Linked DNA regions of Zea mays: region 2 is linked to region 1. A link is a contact called in public Hi-C data. All regions are on one chromosome and are shown on one strand. Each heading gives the region's core, a stretch centred on a gene start, on an enhancer-like site or on the middle of the called end of the contact. The rest is flanking DNA. Distances are from core to core; before and after follow the strand shown.

The links. A called contact is a pair of places that touch in the nucleus more often than the background predicts.
Region 2: a contact with region 1 is called in a Hi-C map of endosperm, with 2.6 times the contacts expected there. The contact joins the promoter of LOC100274378 here to the promoter of LOC100502214 in region 1. A contact is called at or near these places in 5 of 25 Hi-C or Micro-C datasets (ear, endosperm, leaf and 2 more).

The regions. Positions count from the first base shown.
Region 1 is chr7:50,881,059-50,888,755 of Zm-B73-REFERENCE-NAM-5.0, reverse strand. LOC100502214 (cyclin10) reads right to left here and starts at 4,306. Exons shown (of 3, transcript NM_001196691.1): 1 at 3,375-4,306; 2 at 3,161-3,273; 3 at 2,529-3,057. The coding sequence starts at 4,038. The coding sequence ends at 2,671. LOC118473020 reads right to left here. Exons shown (of 10, transcript XM_035961228.1): 9 at 7,331-7,391; 10 at 7,000-7,090. The coding sequence ends at 7,000.
Region 2 is chr7:51,271,693-51,279,389 of Zm-B73-REFERENCE-NAM-5.0, reverse strand. LOC100274378 reads right to left here and starts at 3,949. Exons shown (of 7, transcript NM_001148738.2): 1 at 3,503-3,949; 2 at 3,357-3,401; 3 at 2,661-2,733. The coding sequence starts at 3,935. LOC103632361 (probable protein arginine N-methyltransferase 3) reads right to left here. Exons shown (of 7, transcript XM_008654177.3): 4 at 7,395-7,473; 5 at 7,048-7,311; 6 at 6,805-6,972; 7 at 4,256-4,981. The coding sequence ends at 4,544.

The DNA of each region.
Region 1 (7,697 bases), core at 3,057-5,556:
ATAAATATATGGTGAAAATTAGTTTAAAATAAAGAATAACTATTTCGAGATCGAGAGAAGAACACTCGTGCCGAGTACAACTTTTCTTCTGTGTCAACTTTTCTTCTTTTTTCTGTCAACATTGTCCATCGCTTTTTCTTTGGACGTATGCTGTGGTTACACATTTTGGATTGCTGCGAGAGAAGTCAAAAGTCCACGTTGAACGCCACCTCATTTGACACGCCATTTGGGCAAAGCATGATGACTCATCAGCCAAGGGTTTTTTTAAAAATAATTGCTTTTCGCGGAGTATCCCGACTCCCGAGTACTAAAGGAGGGAGTCAGATAACGCGAGGACTTTATCCAAGATTTCAGAACTTGTGAGCAATCCAGGGGCCAGCATGTGTTCGATTCTAGTACATTTATTAATGGAACCAGTGTTACAAATGACATTGACAGGCACTAATAATGACAGAAACATATCCCTCGTGTCATAATTTTAATTTCCCTCTGTCCCTGCTCGTTAATACGCCCAGCACATGCACATGCGCAATGCGCCCGAGTTCGGAGACGACATTCCCAGCCCCAGCAACAATCTTGTTCGCACTGGCTGCGGTTCCCGGCTTATACAGTATTTTGTCTTTATAGATTGTAGTTGTAGCAGTTCGAACAGCTGAAACAGCTATAGCTACAGTGTAACTTATTTATGTTTATTTATCATTATTTAGAATTAGGGCAAGTACAACTTATAGATTATACTTATAGATTATGAATTAGTTTTCAAGTACAAGGAATAACTAAGAGATAGCATGATTTAACTCTGATCCTTTGAAACATAAATAAATTTAAGAAGCATTATGTATATAGTCTGGTGGAGACAGACTCTTCACGACACGAGTCTGTCTCATGTATTTTTGAGCAACACCCTAGAAACCCTATATTAAATAAGGTTATACATGCCGAGATAGCAGCAGTACAATGAAATAAGGTTTATAATGTTATCATGCCATGTATAGCCAACTAAAAGTCTAGTCATGTAATAGCTCTCTCATGATACAAGTTATACATTTAATACCTCAGAGTCTGTGAGGAGCCTGATTTCAAGTGGCTACTAGTGATCAATCTGCTTCCATTCTCTGTTCATTTATCTTTCTTCTACATTATCATAAATTTGACGTGTCATCTCTTATAGCCCGCCTACACCATTTTATTATACTTGCTCTTATGAGAGTAGATATCAAGCTCAGCTAGATGTTGCTCAGTTCTACCTATCAATAGGTACGGACCACATTGGAGCCAGAGTCGATAGATACCTATAGGTGATACCAATCGATACCTCGGATGATGGGATCGACACTGATCGACAGGCTTAACAGTCATTCCTAATTGGTCGGTTTGGCTAGTACTGATCCAATCAATTAAATTTTTTGAGGTGGCACGTTTTGATTGGTCCACACGTGCGCTACATCAACTAGCCTTGCATTGTATCTATTTTCAATCGTTTGAAGTAAAAAAATAAAAAAATCTAGAATCCATCCTATAAATGGAGAGGATGTTTAGGTACATTCACAGCCCTCACACTCCATTTCACCCATCTTCCTTCATATTATTGTCTGAAAATGACCAATATATTAGCTATGAAAACGTTAACAAAGCAACTTAATTTAGTGGGGGAAGAAGTGATGGTGAGGTACAAGAGAAAGATGAGTAGTAGTTTATTAATTATATTTATAAATTATGTAATTTTTATTTTTATGTTTAAGTTACATAAATTTTAATCGTTTTTTATAAATTATGTGATTTTATTTATTTATGTAATAAAATATATTTTTAAATAAAATGACATATTTTATATCAACTAAAAGTTTATAGAGAAAACTGATATAACGCTCGGATGAAAAACTGATACAGTCGATATATTATAGCAGTCTGACCGTATATATAGTTGATGTCGCATAGTCTGACCGTATATGGTCCTGTTCATCCTTAGAACTAGACTATTGACTTAACGAAGTCTTATCTCCCGTGTGCGACTTAACGAAGGCTCATCTCAAAGTGTTTACATTTTCATGGACGGTAGCGGAGACCTACAGCATTTGCATCAACAAAAGAGAGATCGAGATCGAGATCGAGAGAGAGAGGAGGGAAATGGAAATCGAGAAGCAACGCAGGCGGCAGGCGCAGAGAGAGGCAGTGCTGCTACATAGTGGTCGCAGCAGCACGGTCAGGACAAAGGCGGCCCCTGTCATTGGCCTTCCAAGCAAGCAATGCCAAGAACCAACAAGAACTAGCAACACTACAATTGCAACTAATAATAAGCTTGTTCGCTGCGGCTTGCTGCGGCTGCAATCCGGCTGCGGCTGCGGCTTCTACAGTATTTTTCTCTCTATGGATTGCAGCTGCAGCAGTCCAAACAGCTGCAACAGTGTCGGCTTGTAGCCAGCCGAACAGTTACGATCCCCCCAAACAGTTACGATCGAGAACCATCATTGCAAAATGTGCTGCCATACATGAGCATGCAGACATTACATCCTTTTCTTCTTGCAATCTAGCCCCCCATCTCTCGCGGCAATGGGCAAAATGGTTCGTTCTCGTCACCGGCGCGAGATTCTGATGCTCCTTTATATCCCCACCGCCACCTGACTACCTGAGCGGGGGATCTCGCCATAGGCACCGTTCCGGCACGGTGCGTCACGCGGCGCAGGTGGACGGCCAGGCGTCGCGGCTCTCCTCGTCGGGGGGAAGCGGATGCGGGACCCCCGCCGCCGCAGCGCGCTTGGGGGCCCGACCTGGGGGCTCAGGGGAAGACGACACGGACACGGGCGCTGACGGTGCCCACGGGCCGACCCCCGCAGCCGTAGTAGCGAGGGTGCGCGAGTCCGCTGTGGCGGACAACGAGCTCTCGCAGCTGAAGCAGGACAGCGCGCCGATCACGCCGCTCGGGCTCAGCGGCGGCGAGTACATCCGCGCCGCCGCGTGCTTACGCTTATTCCCGGCGATCATGCCGCCGACGTCGCAGACAAGGAAGCTCATGCCTGTCACCTCGGAGATGATCTTGGCGCACTCCGCGGTCTCGTCCTGCGATGCGTCCAATGGTTGGTAAGCAACGCGGTCTCACAACAAGAAGGATGCAGCAACCTACAGTGCTACCGCTGATGCTATAGCATTGCGCTGCGCTGACCTCGGGGGCATTGATGAGCGCGAGCAGCTCCGAGTCGTCGTCGCCGCCGCCGGCTGTGGTGAGCAATGCGGCGGCGGCCCACGCCGAGGGCCGGTGCCGAGGCCACCTCCAATCTGCCATATTTTTTTGGAATATAAAAAACAAGTCTTTGGCACGGAAATGCAACAACGCTACGTTGGCTGGAAGCCTGGAACTCGCGAGGAGAAGCACGCACCGGCCATGACCGCGAGCAGGACGGCCTCGCAGTTGCGTAGGCGCATCGCAGCGTCGGCGAGGACAGGCTGGAGGTAGGAGAAGGGCGTGACAGGGTGCATCCGCCACCCTAGCGCGGAGAGAACGAGCAGCTCCATCCGGCGCACCGTCTTGGCCTCGAACACGTCCGCGTCCGCTGCGTCAGCGTCGGAGCTGGCGGCGGCGCAGAGCTGGAGGTCGAGGAGCAGCGGCACGCGCGTTTCCTCGACCTTGGCGGCGAGCGCGACACAGGCGACGGCGGCGAGGCGCGACATCCAGGGCTGGTCGCCGAGACGGAGCGCGCCCCCGGGGAGGAAGCAGCGGTCCAGGTAGGCGGCGGACAGCGCGGAAGTGAGCGCAGAGAAGCCCAGCCGTGCCGCGGCGCGTGACGCCCAGCCGACTGCGGCCTCCCGGCCTGCCGAGCCGCCGTACCCATCCTCCTCCCCATCACCCGCCAGCACCACCCCCTCCTTGTCCCGGAGCGCCTCGAACAGCGCCGGCAGCTCGTCGTCAAGAGCCGCCGGTTGCTGCTGTCCGCGCTGGTCCTGCCACTGCTCGTCCACAACCTCGACGGGTCCTTCGTGGTACAGATCGAGGTGCTCCTCCGGGCAGTAGAGGGGGTCGAACAACGCGGCGAAAGCTGCCATGACTTATTCACTGCTAGGATAGGTAGGCCCGATGGAGAGAGCGAGCGATGGGAGAGCTCAGGCCACGGCGGCGGAGGAGGAAGATGAGAGCGGCGGCGGCGGCGGCGGCATCGCCTCTTCCATGGTGTGAGGTTGCGGCGAGGAAAAAATTCGTCCTTTTTCTCGGTCTATGCAGTGGCGTGGGTAGTGACGAGGCGAAGGCAGAGCAGAATCCGAAGTGGAGAGGAGGGAAAGCGTGGTTTTATTGAGGTTTGAGAGGAGAACAGGAGATAGAAAGAGAACGGGGAGGGAGAGGGAGGAGCGAGAGAGAGAGAGTGACACGCATGCAAAACAGCGGCTTCTTTAGTGCTGCGGCGAGCGGCGTGGTGAGGAGGGCCGTCCAGGGCTTTGATTTTTTGGGCTTCCCTCCAACATCTTTTTGGGTTCCCCAGACAGGAGCAGCGACACGCAGCAGCTGCACTGCACTCTGCACACTAGTGCCTCTCCATCCGTCTCTTGAATGACCGGTGAGTAAGGTCTTTTCGTGCCTAGCCTACTTGGTCTACTGCTCCAAACACATGGACAAACTAGCACTTAGTTGTTGTCCTAGTTCTCTCTAAATTTTTCCCATATATCATTTTTTTAAGTCACATCATAAACATTTTATCTTATTTTTTATCTTCCACACCGGTTCCCTCTATATTTTCTCCCTATACCCACTATAACTATAAAATATCATTATCTAACCATATTCATCATCTATTATCATTTTTTCTTCACTTATTAAAAAAGCACCGTACGAATGAACAGTGAATAAAGGGATGGCGGCCTCACGCTGGCTGTGGCCGTTTCCTATTCACATCTGCTGGCTAGAGGGTCTTGTAGAGGACGTCGTTGCAGCCGTGGAGGGCTCCTGTAGCCGCCAGATCAAGGGGAGGGGGCGGCCTGGCGTACGTGGCTGTTGACAGCCTTAGGCTCCAACTAGGGCTTGTACAACATTGAGCACTTTAATCAGTTTTCTGCTGACAAAAGACAGCTAAGGTCATTTCCATTGAAAGTTTTATTGCACAGTTTTCAAAAGTGACACACCAAATTTTATCTATAAAATCGTGTATCTTAAGTTTCATTTAGATAAAACCTTCTCTTCTATCATAAAACTCTATCTCTCTCATCATAAATATCGTGTTATATCATAAATATGGTGATATGTTATCTAAGTTAATAAAAATGAAACTATGATAAAACTCTCACTAAAATGGTCTAAGGGACAATAATATAATCCTAAATCTGAAAATCACACACACACACACACACACACACATATATATATATATATATATATATATATATATATATATATATATATATATATATTGTATACTAGGTGAGTGCCCGTGCGTTGCAACGGGGACATATAATACCATGATAACTTATATACAAAATGTGTGTTATACTGTTATAAGAAAATGTTATTGGTGGCAAGGACTGACGAGGATTGGGTGGCGAAGTGATGTTTAAGACAATTTTAGAACTGACGAGGATTGGATGGGATTGGCACTGATGTTCTTGCTGGTGCACATTGTGAAGCAATGGATGTTGTTGCTGTTTTGGATTCCTCTACTTCAAGTCTGAATTTGGGATTTTCAGATCCTACAACTATTAATGGAACTGAGGTTAGATCCATACCATTAGTTGTTTAATTTGTAGCACATTTGTACCTATCGGTTTAGGGTTCTGTTATTATAGTTCTTTCATGTATTCAGGGTTTAGCATACACAGAGCAATGGTTTACATAACATAAAATAATTGTTTTGCAGGTCCCTGAAATTGATTGGGGTCATCAAGTGATTGTGTAGTAGCAAATGTGTGTTCTCGCACAATAGCCTATGTGTAGTAGCAAATGTGTGTTTTCAGTTTAATGTGAGAACATGTGTGTTTTAAGTTTCAGCGAAGTGAATGTGTGAGAATATGCCTGCACTTGTCAGAACCTGCACTTGCTTGTGTTTTCAGTTTAGATTCATGTCATTGTGTGTTTGAACATGTGTCAAAATAATTGTGAAACCAAAACTGTTGTTGTTGCAAGGTGACCTCAAACTGCAGGCGGTGGAGCTAGTTAAGTGACCTTAAACTCCAGGTTTTTATGCGACCTCAAACTGCAGGTTCATGAAAACAAAAATAGGCAAGGATACAAAATCATGAATATGACCTCAAACTGTAGGTTCATGATCAACCAAACATAATGAAGTGCAATAGAAACAGCAGGGATATAAATTCATCACAGATAACCAGGGATACATAAGCAAGTTCTCACAACACACATAACCAAGGATACAATTCAGTCACATACATAAGGACTACACAACATACTCCAAATAGACTCCACAAATTTCAGTACTACTGATTGTTGTTTTGAATCCTGCCTTGGCAATCGATCACTCTAATATGAGGGCGTGAAGCTATCAGGGTGCCCCTGGTACTCACAACCCCCTGGTAGGATGTAGGGGATGAGCATGGATGTGGGTGCCCGATGACCACCGCTGCTATCAGGGTGTGAAGCTCCTCTCATCTGTCCTAGGAGCCTGGTGTGCTGCTTGATGAGAACAATCTGCCCGATTATGTACGTTGGGTGAGCGATGCTCTCCTCTTCTGGACAATCAGCTTCTTGCCCCATGAGCTGTTCTCCCACTTGGTCTTCACATCTGAAAAAAGAATAGCAAGAGGTCAAATAAGTGTCACCATTCTCTTATGGGCAATCATCTATAATATAGAAGATGAATAAAGTGTGGCGGTGCTAAAGAGGTCCACAGCATAAGCTCTATCGTTACCAGCTTCCTCCATCGCCTTGATCAGGGTTGTCTTCTTGGGGACACGTTTGATCTCAATCTTGATGTCAGTAAACTACGAAAGATGAGGTGTGGAATGAAAAAAGGAGCAACAATATGGTTAATCCAAAAGGCGACAAAACAACCTTGATATTTATTGTCAATGGTGATCCAACACACAGAGCAGTGGCAAACACCGACATCGAAGGGAGAAATGGCTGAACAGCTGCACAGAGCCTTGGAAGGGGAATCTGCATAATATAAAGAAGCATGAATTTAGACCTTTAATACATAAGTTGATCAAAGTGGGAGACAAAGATCAGAAACATAAGGGAACTGTCCAATCTAACAGCTCCCTCCCATACTTCAGTTCAAAGCAATGAAGGAAATACCATAAATTATATGGATCATTGATCCCACGAATTTATTCCATGCTAACAGATTGATAAGTGAATTTGGACTAATAGAGAGCAAAAACTTGCATGACATACCTGGTAGTGAACCATGTAAATGCAGCCGGGTACACCAGCGTGAGAATTGTAGTTCCCAGCACTATATGGGGAATAATGCAGATTACGAAGACATTCTAGAACCTGAACATGCTATATTAGGTGCCATCTCAACCGCTCTATGTGCTAAGCTATCCAATAATACGACGCATGAACCAACTGTAACGTCATAAAATTTTGGTGGTTTTTTAGGGTACTCATTTTTCTTGATTAAAAAATAGCACAATATGACAGGTTGAGAAGAGACTTTAGTTCCTTAAGTGTAATAAATAGGTTTTTAAGCTTCAAGGAAGCGTACTTAAATATATCCACCATTGGAGAAGGGTTGCAGAATTTTCAGAAACTACGA
Region 2 (7,697 bases), core at 2,700-5,199, 390 kb before region 1:
TCTGCTCAGAGTTGTTCAAAAGCGTAGTTGTGACATCGTTGATGTCGTCAAATCAGCCTTCCAGCCTTTCAACTCACCTTTGGTCGACGAATTGAACCGAGCACTAGTTGAGATTGACGACCTCGCCAAGGATCTTGAAGACGTAGCAGTGCAAACTCAGTGGGAGGTAGAAAATATGGCTAACAGTCAAGTGAAAGAACATCCACAACAAGAGGAAGCAGTAGAGGACCTTCTCATACAAGATGGTTCAGAAGACGACCTACTGATAGACGAAGAGTCACCAATTAACTATGAAGACCTTGTGGGCTACGACGATGGTCGTGACTACTCAACCGACGACACATATCCGTACTAGTGTTCTAGGTTTAACTTCAGTATAAGTATTGTAGCATGTTCAGGTCTATGTTAAGGTGTACTTGTTGGTTGGTATGATCATGCTTTTGGGGGAGTTTAATGTTCTGGTCTATGTAAACTGAATCCGGTTCAGTTACTACAATAATTATTGTGTTTTGTTGGACTATGTTTGCCTTACTTTATACCATGTTATATGATGACTACATGCTCATTTATATCATGTTTGATGTGCCTTTATTGCATAGAATGGGGAGTGATTGGAACCAGGTGATGTCTCAATATGGAAGCTTCCTTAGCCAGATTGACGAGCAGCCTATCGGAACACAACATTCTGAATTTCCAGTTGATGGGCAACCCGAGGGCTCAAGAACACCAGCTGTTACTAAAAAGCCAACTCAAAGAACTAAGCTAGCAAACTTCACTGCTGAAGAGGACACAAGGGTATGCCATGCATGGCTTGCTGTTAGTTGCGATCCCATTATTAACACAGGGCAGAAACGTCAAGGATTTTGGAGTAGAATTACTGAAGCATACAACTCAAGACGAGGAACATTGCCAGAAAGGTCCACAAAATCTTTGATGAGTAGATGGGATACTATCAAAACACAGTGTTCCACTTTTGCTGGATATTATGCATGTTTTCATGATGTCCCCAATGTGTTCAGGACTCCAACCGTATGCAGGTCCACGGACCACACCCCATCTCTTCTGGAGTACACCGAAAGCTCGTTCTATATCTTTTCGAGCAGACTCTTGAATTGTTGCAAAGTGTTGGGTTCTAACATCGTAGGGGTTACAGATTGTCTTGACAAATGCGGGCCAGTCAGGGTAAATCCCGTCCGCTAGGTAATATCCCATATTGTACGTGTGACCATTCACAGTGAATGAAACTGGAGGTGTGTCACCGCTCAGATGCCTTTCGAAAAGGTTTGAACGGTGAAGAACATTTATGTCGTTGCAACTACCTGGCAGACCAAAATATGCATGCCATATCCACAGGTCATACGACGCAACAGCTTCCAAGATCATGGTAGGATGTTTACCACGCCCTGTAAACATCCCCTTCCATGAACTTGGGCAGTTACGCCACTCCCAATGCATGCAATCAACACTACCAAGCATACCAGGAAACCCACGTGACTCGCCAACTTGGAGAAGGCGTGCGATATCTTCTGCATTTGCTGCACGGAGATAATACGGAGCAAACGCGGTTTGGACAGCCGTGCAAAAGTGTTTCAATGCCTCATGAGCAGTAGATTCCCCAATACGTACGTATTCGTCAACGGCATCAGCCGGAATACCGTAAGCAAGGATTCGAACAGCAGCAACAACTTTCTGTAGAGCAGAAAGACCAATCTCACCCGCACAATTTGGACGCTGAATAAAATAAGGATCCACTTGTTGCACAACATCAACAAGGCGCTCAAAGACATGGCGACGCATGCGGAACCTACCATACATTTCATGTGTCATAATAGGGGTCATGAAGTTTTGTACATGGTAAAAAGAATGTGTTAATTGTAAATACCTCCTACGAAATTGAGCATCCGTGTACACCGGGTTGGCTCCAAAGTAGTCCGCTCGGATTCTTGCATCGCCGCTCATGTGATCACGATGAATCCTAACACGCCCTGGAATCGAACCACCATGACGACGCTCATTGCGTACACGTCGCCTCCTATTGACCATGTGCCTCGCCAACTGCAACTCTTCTTCTTCCTCTTCCATTTCTTCCATCAACCGCACAAGAAAATTGTTTTCTAAGTAGGGATTCATGGTTGTGGAGTTTGTAAAGGCAAGGTTGAGTGAAGTATGGAAGGCTCACTTGGTATTTATAGAGGAAGTACGCTTCGGTAGAAGCCATGCGCTTCTCGTGCAAGAGAAGCTAGGCTATGGCTTCTCGAAGAAGAGTACGGGCTTACGGTGCAAGCTTGTCCATTTGAAAACATATTTTGCCAACGATATTATACTATGTGGCGCGTTATCGACAACAATTACACAACAACAAAACAAGCAATGTAATTAATATTGACATTTCGAATTTATTACTTTCAAAATTAATAAATACAATTTTTACGTATCATTTATGTAGCGTCAAATGAGAAGAAAACAAAGAAAAATGAAAAAGAAATGGAAAATGTGAATCTGTTAACACTGTAGCTTTAGGGGACGGAATTTAGAGGACGCTGCTGGAGACGGAGAATATATAGAGGACAGAATCTTTTAGAGTGTTCTGTAAAGGACAGAGAATATTCCTTTAGGGGACGAAATTTAGGGGACGCTGCTGGAGACAGCCTAAAACATACCTGTCTGTATTTAGGGTCCGAAAGAGTACACGTCGAACACCTTTAGGAATGTTTAGGGATGCCATAACATCAGCTACAATAAAAAAATAGGCAATATTTTGTGACTTGTCTTGAACTAAAGTCATGTTACACACCATCATATTAAGAACATTTTTAATCCAAAAGTGCTTGTGAGTTATGTTAACCATTCCAAAAGTCTAGCTATATGCCTATATTTTTGTAATCATCAATTGACTCTACATCATGGGACGTTAGATAATGCTTGGTCGTTTAAAACCTATGCTAAACACCATGATACCCACCTGCAATTTAGAATTTGAACCTCTTATGGAAATATTTTTTTAGATAACAGAATAGAAGTATCTAATTATTATTTACTAAAAAAATAGTAGGGTTATGGATGGTCATATGTACGTATCTAGAGTTAGGTTGTTTACACAGCTACAACTATAAGAATTCTTAGAGCTAGTCATCATCTCAAGTTTCATGAAGCTGCTGGTAAACTGAAAGAATTTGATTGGACAATCTTATTATTATTGTTATTTTGTTATAAAAACATTCTCTAAGCCAAATAATATAATCCTACCAAAAAAAGGTGAGGATTTTGGCTAATGCTAATTTACGAGCAAAGTATGTACTGCAGTAGACAGTAGTACTCAAAAGTAAATGTTGGTCTGTTGTGTCTTTTTATTTTACCTGTGATGTTCTTATCTCTGGGAACGTCAACCAACAGCGCTGGTCCTGCACACCGTTTCAACTCATTTTTTTTACTTACTTTTGGAGAAAAATAAACCCTTCTTAAAGTACAGTAAATGCTGAAAGCAACATTGATAGCAATATACCGTTGAGGACAGCGAGGTCGAGGGTGTCGACGTCGAAGCCGGTGTCGTAGTAGTGCTCGAAGACGTGTCCCGGCGCGTCGACGTGGGTGCCGGAGTGCGCAGTGAGCCGGAGCTCCGAGAAGTTAGCGATGTCGGAGCCGTTGCGCATGGACCGCGCCAGCTGCAGGAACTCGCCGGAGCCCTCTGATGACTCCCACTCCGGCATGTCCTCGCGGTAGTAGTGGCTGATGTCCACGATCCGCCCGCCGTCGAACTCTTCGCGCCGCTCCGGCGCAGGCACCAGCACCGTTGCTTTCTCCGCCTCTGCCTCTAGCATACCGCTGCATGCCTCCTCAGCGTGCGCGTAGCCCGGGTGCGCGGCGGTCTCGCCGGAGACAACCGTTACCACCGGAAGCAGCAGCAGCTGGGAGAGGAGCAGGGACGCGAGATCCATGGAATGGATATGCCTTGACTGGGGAGTGGGTGCCTAGCAGCACAGCTGTTGTAATATACGTGTGGGAGTCTAATATTTCCACGTCATTGCTTACGACCGTGTTGAAAAAAAGTATTACTTTCTCGTTTCGTAATGGAAAGAATAACGAAAGAGGTTGGAAAGAGAAAAAGTGTACTACTTAAACTTTAGTAGCTTACGAATGGAGGGCATCATATCATATACACTGATTCCATAAGCTCTACTTTTTTTGTTTAATTTTAAAGTACAATGCAGGTGTGCATCGGTTAGATAAACAGCTACATGCCATTGCTGTTTGTGAATTGTGCGCAACACGTTTGATGACTACAACAAATACATTATGTTTGCCTTCAACCCCGTCAACATCATTCAACTGAACTAGGGCCAAACCAATGCGAATTAGATTATTGTACAACATTACACCCTAACCATTCCAGAAAGCCTTCCAATCTAATTCTCACGATCATCGTTTTACCAAAAAATCAGTAGCACAAAGTGCTCCATTCAGTGTGCAAAACTTAAACGACCAAGACAAATTCTAGTAACAATTGCTTGTGGTGGTAGGAAGCCCAAAGAGGTATAATGATTGGTCACAAGTTGAATATCTGAACAGGCCAGCTGCGCTTCCGGCCATCTGAACTGATTGCTGTGGTTTCAACCGATATGTCTATGCTGCGGTGCTCAGATGCCCTCACGATGCTGATCCGAGACCTGAGCGCCGTAGCTGGGCACTCATCTGTGCCAGCCAATGCAGATGAACCCAGGGTTGATTCCTCCTTCGCCATTGCAATGGGCTCTTCAAAGGTGAAGATTGTCTGTGACCAGTGAGTTGGTGTAGAGAAGGGAGAGGTGGAGAGGACAACAGGCTTCTCCTTGCAGAATCTGTCGGTAAACCCCGTGTCAAACCACAAGACAATGCCATAGCACCAGGTCACTCCTGACACAGTGGCACTACTTTCACTGAGCATCAGCTCAAAGCTTGCAGTAAAATCCATCTCACTTTCCTTCATACTTGCAAGATCAAAGGACTGAATACAAAAAACAGAAGCAACATGTTAGTATAAATCTCTTAATTCAAAGTGGCATTTGAGCAAATTTTACAGAATACTCGAAGTACAGAAAATACTACAAGACTACAATTCATTTTTTTTTACAAAACTACGCTTTCTAAAACCAGTTTCACAAAACTTGATTTTTATCAACATAGGCATCAAAATATAGACTTGAATCATTTTTGACAAACTACACTTTTTTTTGTGAGGACATCAGTCCTTCAATTCAAATTTCAAACCACACCACCAGCTACAACAGACATGCAATGACTAGCCACTCGGTCTTGTGCACACGAACTCAATTCTGTGATTCTTGTAAGGAATGAAGGTGAAGACATAAAAAAATGAGAGCGAAACAGAAGGGGTGGTGTGCCACCTGTTCTGAGCTAGGCCCATGTAATAAAGACCACATTTAGGCAGATTTGGAAGGGATGGGAGAGAATTGTGCAAACATTGTACTTCAGTTGTGTCAGATGACTCATGCAAGACAGCCTTTGAGAATTCCACATGTGTCGAGATTGTTCTTAATATATTCCAGTTTTGCCAAAGTCAGGTTGCATAAATTGGACCTTGTTTTCAGATAGCAAGGTCAATAACCATGTCAAGTTGGTTCTGTGATTACTAAGGCGAGCCGCCCACGATCTGTTTCTTCATAGTTAGATTTAGATCACAAGTCACCTCCACCTGCTTGATAGTTAGCCTTAGGGTCACTCGTCACCCCAACAGTGTTTTGTAACCTCACTCTTCAGGTAATCAGATCTCAAAAGTGTAGTTTTTCCATACAAATGACAATAAATGTGGTTTTGTGATAGAGCATTATAACAGAGGTTTAGTTTTCTAAACTTGATTCCTCAGACCTCAAAGTGTAACTTTACAAAAGAAAAGGTTGCTAAAAATAGTTCTATGGAGCTACAAGGTGGTTTTTAAAAAGTGCAGTTTAGCATTAAGTACCACAAATTTTCCCTGTACAAAGAAACACGTGCATCACATTAAGGGCACGTTTGGCAGCCTTTCTGCTCCCTTTTCTAGCGAGAAACAGCAGGAATCGGTGCCAAACGCATAAAGGACATAGCAATTCTGGAGCAAAACCTTTCTTGCTTTTGTACTATGGGAGAGAAACGGTGAAATGGTGGTTTCTAGTGACTCATTCTTCCTTCTCCACCTCATATTTTTTCAATTAACCTTTTTTAAGCGGGCCAAGTTAAAATGGGTTGTATTTAAGTGGTTCATCCAGGAAAAAGGTTGGATGTTTTTGAAGTATATTTTTATTTGACTTTTTTGTGAATTCGTACACAGCCTATCAGTCAAGTGGTTTCACAAAGTGATTCTGATTCATCATATCCAAAACGTTTCTACGAGAATCCGGACTTCCGGAGCCCTGCCAAATGCTCCATAGGGTAGTTAACACCCAGATTGATATCTAGCTCTACAGACATTTAACAAATTCAACATCAGAAGTGAAACTAAGGCCCTGTTTGAATGCGCTAGAACCAATAGTTAGTTGCTAAAATTAGCTAGAGATATCCAAACAACCCAACTAATAGTTTAGTTATTAGCTACTTTTAGTTGGAGACATCCAAAAGCCCCCAACTAATAGAGTCCAGCTAACTATTAGCTACATCCTCAAATACCCATTAGTAATTAGTTCGTTCAACCCAGCTAAAATTAGCTAATAGTTAGCTAGCTATTTGTTAGTCAGCTAATTCCACTAGTAACTTTTTAGCCAGCTAACTATTAGCTCTAGCCTCTAGTACATTCAAACAGGGCCTAAGTAAATATGCACAGTTACAGGAACTTACATGGAGTACAGCAGTCTCTGTCACAATATCCTGAGAAGACAGTACATCAACTACAGGAAATCGAGCTGAAGTTGAAGTTACTTCTTTGCCAATACATGACATATCAAAGCCATATACGTTTTCCCAAAATGGCAAGCTAGTTCCACCTTTCCCGAAGCCAGCACCAAGCTAAAGGGTGGATCAGGCACGAGTTGTCAAACAGCAGAAAATACAGGACAGAATACAAGGAAGCAACTGACTTACAATCATTGCAGTATCTGGGAGAATAGCACCACCAGGTTTTAGAAAATGATCACGTGCATATATGACAGAACTTAGCATGGATTCGTACAGCAGGCAATATCCCATCCATTCACTCACTAATAGATCAAAGCCATTTTGTGGGACTTGTATTTTCTGGTTTAGCTCTTCAGCCTTTGTATGTACGACACTTATAACTTGAGCACTGCCTTGCTTCTGTTCTGCTTCCACGTTCTCATCATACAACAGACCATTATTCTTTGCAACCTGCATCATGCAGTACCTATAAGTTACTCATGGTACAAAGAGGTTGGTACTTTAATACAATTTTGAAGAGAAAAGTGGCATACTTGGGTAGCCACAGAAGCCATCTTTGCACTCCCATCAACAGCAACAACTCTAGATGCACCAGCCCTAGCTGCAAAAAGACTGTAGATAGGGGGCATATCAACAGCCGCACATGCAAAATTAACAATTCATCATGCATAAAAAAGGTAGCCATTTGCTTATTTTTATGACCATCCTTGGACTTCAGAAATATGACCACTATATAACATGCAGTGCTTTCTGGTCATGATAGTAAAGGTGTTCTAGCTTTAGTACTTACTCCCTCCGTCCCAGTATATAAGGTGTAATCACCTCTGGTTCAAAGT